Linked DNA regions of Gasterosteus aculeatus: region 1 is linked to region 2. A link is a contact called in public Hi-C data. All regions are on one chromosome and are shown on one strand. The core of a region is the stretch at or near the end of the contact, and the rest is flanking DNA. Distances in the headings are between cores, read along the strand shown. Region 1 holds the start of nmnat1 (nicotinamide nucleotide adenylyltransferase 1). Region 2 overlaps ctnnbip1 (catenin, beta interacting protein 1).

What was found. Hi-C and Micro-C count contacts between places; a contact is called where the count stands out from the background.
Region 1: a Hi-C map of whole body shows a contact between it and region 2, with 4 times the contacts expected there. The contact joins the promoter of nmnat1 here to the enhancer-like site in region 2. A contact is called at or near these places in 4 of 6 Hi-C or Micro-C datasets (blood and trunk muscle, liver, skeletal muscle and 1 more).

Annotation. Positions count from the first base shown.
Region 1 is chr2:12,502,101-12,504,918 of fGasAcu3.hap1.1, reverse strand. It overlaps nmnat1 (nicotinamide nucleotide adenylyltransferase 1), which reads right to left and starts at 1,399. Exons shown (of 5, transcript XM_040194265.2): 1 at 1,071-1,399; 2 at 863-985; 3 at 219-402. The coding sequence starts at 977. It overlaps lzic (leucine zipper and CTNNBIP1 domain containing), which reads left to right and starts at 314. Exons shown (of 7, transcript XM_078083513.1): 1 at 314-453; 2 at 1,965-2,082; 3 at 2,185-2,320; 4 at 2,409-2,507; 5 at 2,648-2,743. The coding sequence starts at 1,982.
Region 2 is chr2:12,445,268-12,448,307 of fGasAcu3.hap1.1, reverse strand. ctnnbip1 (catenin, beta interacting protein 1) reads right to left here. Exons shown (of 4, transcript XM_040194260.2): 2 at 2,839-2,953; 3 at 1,300-1,390. Among protein-coding and RNA genes, the nearest start is that of ctnnbip1, 9.0 kb to the right of the region's middle. Within about 2 kb of position 1,362, at least 4 of the 9 cell types and tissues checked have open chromatin away from gene starts, as enhancers often do.

The sequences.
Region 1 (2,818 bases), core at 150-2,649, 57 kb before region 2:
CATCTTTCAAAATCAGTTTAAACATTTATTCAGCTTAGGCCTTCGCTTTTTAAGTTAAATCAATTTCATTCATTCAGCCCAATTTCACACACAGCACAATAGAAAACAGCATATTGAGGATACGGAAATGTCTGACAGGTAGTGTCTTAGATTCCTAAAAAGATGTCCTTACACCTTTTTAACAGCAAAGGCGTAAATAGCAGAGAGTGTAAACTTGCCGAACGACTTTGGCTGTCTCCACCCACTCTGGCTGCAAGCTTTCCCACGAATCAACCGTGATCCAGTCGGAGTTCTCTGTGGACAATCTGGCCATCTCCAGACGATGGCAGGCCTCGATCAAACCCTTCTTCTTATAGGCATCGCCCACCGGAGAGATGATGCCCTTCACCACCCTGTACAGACCTTAGACAAGAAAGCAGCATGAACAGATGGTTTAGAGTAACGCCACAGCAGGTAACATCCACGCATATACGCCATCAGTGGTGACTCCATTCAATGACTCCATTCATTTATCATTTTCTTTATACTTCTATTTATAAGGGAAGACATTTTTTCCCAGCCATGTTTGTTTGACAGCTAACTTTACTTTCTTTTAAACTCCTCACACATGTATGCATCGGTATTAATAATCGGGTGTGGATTAAGGATGCGGCTCTCTCATACGGAGTCCTGTCACAGATTACATGCTGCTGCAAATAATAACACAAATATTATTACAAGTGAATGCTGGACATAATGTCATGCATGTAATTGGGAATGTTTACATCAAGGAATTCCAACATCTGCTTCAGTGAAGTATCTAAATACTTTCAACCATATACATCTAATATAGCTCAAAGGTTTCATTGTCCTGTCACTCAACCTGTGTCCTCCAGATGGTCTCGGGCCAGTTCAAACATCCTCAGGTGCATGTTAGTCACAGGGTTGAAGGACCCGCAGGCCAGCAGGACCACTTTGGTTATTTTATGACCGTCCATGTCTCATACTAGAAGAGCAAATATGCAGAATAAAACCGACTGAACTTAAGATACTTTGGTTGAAATACAAACGACCCCCCCTGGCTCTCTGACCTCTGAGGGGGGAGCACAGTATTACTTTGTGATGGGAGTTACACAAGTTAGAAACGGAACTATCCACTATCGTTAACTTATAACGTGTTGGTGACTAAAGCTAATGTTAGCTAGCTTCAATTGCCATTCATTCATAAAACGTTGGCAGAGTTAGCTTTCTCTCTAAACAGGCAACGCGAGCGAGCCGGTTGGTACAAGATGCTCAAGCAGACGAATCAAAGCGGCGCTCAGTCAACCAAGGACGTGTTTTCTACCGCAGAAGAGGAAGGTAAATAGTGAAAATATGCATTGCGCTGAAACGACAAGCTGCTGTGGACAGCTATGGAACAGGGGACTTCCGGGTTTGACGTTGCATTGAGAAATCTGATTGGACACAATCGACCAATAAGAAGAGAGCTGCACCTACTCTTCCAAGCTACATTCACAATCACAAACGCGCATCCTTAAACGCGTCGACAGCAAATATACGTGCTGTAAACCTTCATAAAAGTAGCTATTCTTTAAAGGGAGTTTTTGAAACAGCTACCTTTACGTATACTCGTCAAGCTGGTGCAAATATTTGACGCGCACAACTCATTTCCAACTGTCTACAGAGTCACGGTGAGATATTTTTCTTCTAGCATGCAAGCTAGCTGGTCGGCTAACGTAAATAACGTAACAACTGTATAGCTTGCACTTAAAGCTGTAAAGGTCTAAGCTTCCAGTGAAATGACCACCGCCCAATAATACCATCGATGTCGCAATGAATGCTGAAGGGGGTTTGCTGCAATGCTAGCTACAACAACGCCTTTCTAATGAAGTATACCAGGTTGCAGTCAAGTTATTTGTGCAACAATGGCTACTGTCTCGCGTCCTACTTGTTTACTGTTTGATTCATTTTTGCGTTCTCCATAGGTCGATATTAACGAAGCATGGCGTCTCGAGGGAAATCAGAAACTGGGAAATTGAGGCAAAATATGGAAGGGCAGCTCGACAGACTGATGCAGCAGCTTCAAGATCTGGAGGAATGCAGGTGCACACAAGCTCTCTACTGACCTACCAAATAAGACTGTCATAGATGGCAAGTGATCTAATCTAACGTTAAGTTTCCGCCGTCCCCTCTTTGTTATTCTAGAGAGGAAATGGACGACGAAGAGTATGAAGAGACAAAAAAAGAAACCTTGGAACAGTTGAGTGAATTCAACGACTCCCTGAAGAAGATCATGACAGGAGACATGACACTTGTGGATGAACTCAGTGGGATGCAGCTGGTAAGGACGATTCGTTGATTGTGCAAATACCGCGCGTGTCCATTTTAAACTCTTGTTTTTAAAAAAAAAAATCACATTTCTTCATCAGGCAACTCAGGCAGCCATCAGCCAAGCTTTCAAAACGCCAGAGGTGATCCGCCTTTTTGCTAAGAAGCAGCCGGGACAACTGAGAACCAGACTAGCAGAGGTCAGCCGCGCAGTGTCGTGCCCTGATGTGACCGCAGTGGTTTAATGCACAGTCGCACTCCTGCTCCATCACGCCCTCGTGTTCATCCGTGTGTTGCTTTGCTTGAAAGTTGTCCAACCAGTGCGTGATATTCTGCGCAGATGGACCGGGATGTTATAGTGGGAAAACTGTCGCGGGACGTGTACATGCAGCAGAAAATGGAAATCCTCACAGCCTTGAGAAAACTTGGAGAGACGGTGAGGGTCACAGTAGACATGCATGTCGCGTGCTTTTCCTCGGGTTCATGGTTGATTCACAGGCTTGTGCTCATG
Region 2 (3,040 bases), core at 113-2,612:
TCAAATGGTGGACTTCTTCAAACTACCTCAAAGGATCTGGAATGAGCAGATACCTTCAAACCGCTGTCCTTCAGCGCTGAATAATCCAAAGTGATTACCTCCCATCCATCTACTCGCATAATCACACTCCTTCGCAAAAGATGCACACAACAAATATTTTATTGGCGCACTCAGTACGTAGCACGCTGCCGATTATACTAAATGTGTCTATTTTTGTGATGCATAATTCATACTCTGAGCACCTCTCACTATTCGTCCATATTAATGAGGCTCTTCTCAGCTGTAGTGATGGCACAGAGACATGGAGTCCTGTGTGTATTGAAAAGCATGACGATAGAGGAAGGTACAAACAGGCCGCTTGTCTGAAGTCAGTTAAGCAGACAGAAAGGGTCCTTCAAAATGTCTATCTTATAATATGCGCTGATGTGCTTTTTGTAGACCTGATACCATCCTTGCCAGTCACTGCATAATGTTTTGCTGCTTAATCAAGAAACGCTGTAAAAAATGCAAACGTGTCTCCTTAATACCCCTGTAAAATCCTTCTTTATAGGAAACCACATGTTTAACATTTCCAACAAAGCTGCAGAGAAAGGACGCGGACAAGGAGACATAACTCTTCATTGCAGGTAAAGTGAAGAAAGCAATTTCCCCGAGTTAAAAAGCTCCCCTGAGGGACAAATATCAGAAGAGACGTGTTGGGACCGAGCCTGGAAAGCTGCAGATAAGTCTACAGGAAAATAGTATTTTTAAGCAATTTGCTGCTACTTCTCCAGGTAACTGCAGTGTCACCCTCCACACACACACACACACAAAACCATTGTATTTCATCCAGCACCCTCTAGTGGTTTGAAAAAAGAAGAAACCGGTGAAGATTAAGAAAGCTCAACAGCGCCCCCTGATGCCCTGTAAAGGCATGACCATCATATCATATGTGTGCAACATAGCATAGTATTATAATCTGTCGACGACCTTTATCAATGGCCATTTGCTTTATCGTGCAAACACGTCAATATCTGAACTCTGCCTTGGCCTCTCGTGATGCACCCAGGCACAGAGGAGAAGTGACTCAGTGCGTTAGTAATCTCACAGTCCTGTGCACCGTCTGGGAAGCTATTGGGCCTGAGGACTAAGGAGGAGGAGCTGTGTGTGTGTGTGTGTGTGTGTGTGTGTGTGTGTGTGTGTGTGTGTGTGTGTGTGTGTGTGTGTGTGTGTGTGTGTGTGTGTGTGTGTGTGTGTGTGTGTGTGTGCGTGCGTGCGTGCGTGCGTGCGTGCGTGCGTGCGTGCGTGCGTGCGCCTTACCCTGGTCTATGTTGTGCTGTGGTAGCTGGCTCATCTGACTGTGGACCACACCCGCGTAACTCCGGAGGAAAGCCTCTTCACTGGGCGTGAGCTGAAAGGGAGTGAACAAAGTGACTATTCCAGTTTGCAAACAAGGACAAATTACATAGCTTATCTTGAGGGAGTACACACGTTTGCTCTATATTATATAGTTTTGGTTAAGGGTTAGGTATTATAAATAATTGATGCATCTGCTTTTCTGTCCACGGTCTCGGGAATATTGGACCATTTGTCTCGTTTAGACAGTGAAAGGGATTGATCGGAGGATGGGTTGTGTTGCTGCAATCACAAAGTCAGTGTTTCAGTCACCTAATGTAGAGCGTCTCATAACATGTTTCTGACCTGTAATGTAATGTAATGTTTCCATCTCTGTGGTTTGTTCAACAGCTACTTGTAAAAAGTAACAACAAACATACAAAACACCTGTTTAAGTACTTTTCAAATTTTATATTTGTCATTACACCAGCTGTATCGGACGTTGTCATAATGAAATATTTTTGACTATATACAAAAATATTGTCATAAATAAACATTCAGAGCTGTCAATAGATTAAGAAAAAATGAACCAATTAATCTCACATTTTGAAATTCATTAATATCGTTTAAAGGTTTGTTTTTCCTTTAAAGACGGAATCTTATAAATTAACGAGTAATCACTTTAGAAAACATGTATTTTAGACTGTAGTTTAATTTTTTTCAGACACAACACTACACACATTCGATGATCTCCGATGCAGAATTCCACCGGGTGGAACATGATAGCAACTCGCTGTCCTTGTGCACTTCTCTCAACTCTCCATCATTTGTTTTGGGCTGTGTCTGAAGTGCCAGCAATCTACAAACAGTGGTGGTCCTCTGCAGACTGCGTGCGGCGCAGGGTAAATGTTGAGATGGAAGTAGCCTAGCAGCTACTAACAGGTTACGGGCCCTAGCAGTCGTGAAGTGGTCCCTCTGCCGCCCGCCCCCCTTTCCGTTGGACACGTGGAGGAATTCTCCACTGTACATTCACATAACACTGCGACTGTATACAAAGAACTGCACAGCCTTGAGTTTATGTCCTCAAAGACAGAGCTTCCTACAGCGAGTGTGAAAATAAACAGCTGATCGGGCCGAAACGCCTCGTAACAGGTTCTCGCTGTTCTTTCTGAAAGCGTTGATAATTTAATCTTCCGAAAACAATATTTTGGAGAGTTGCCTTAAGTCCAAAGTGAAACATTTATCAGTGTGCTGGGACCAGATTGCTGAGTCTTTCTGCGGCTTAAAAGAACCCACAGAGGGACGCTAGGGTACAAGTGGTACCCTAGCACACTAGTTTAAAGACATTTAAAGTACATTTATTCATTGTTATATTGTTAAAAAGAAGGTAGGTTCAAGTAGCATACTGACATTAGCTGGACACAAAGCAGAGCCTGAACCTCATTTTTGCTTCCATGTAAATACGCAAAATGTGAATAACCAAACAACATGGCCACAGTTTGTTAGTGGAGACACTGCACTCACATTGGATCCCATTTTCTTCAGCATGAGCAGGACCCGCACTTTCTGTTGGATGTACATGTCTTCAGGAGACTTCCCCGGGGCCTCCTCGCGGTTCATCCCCCCTGCTCCTGTGGCTCTGGACACACCAACAAATAAATGTTACACAGGAACTGCAAAAGGATGAAGCTGCACACTCGGTGTTGTCAGAAGATAACAAATATTT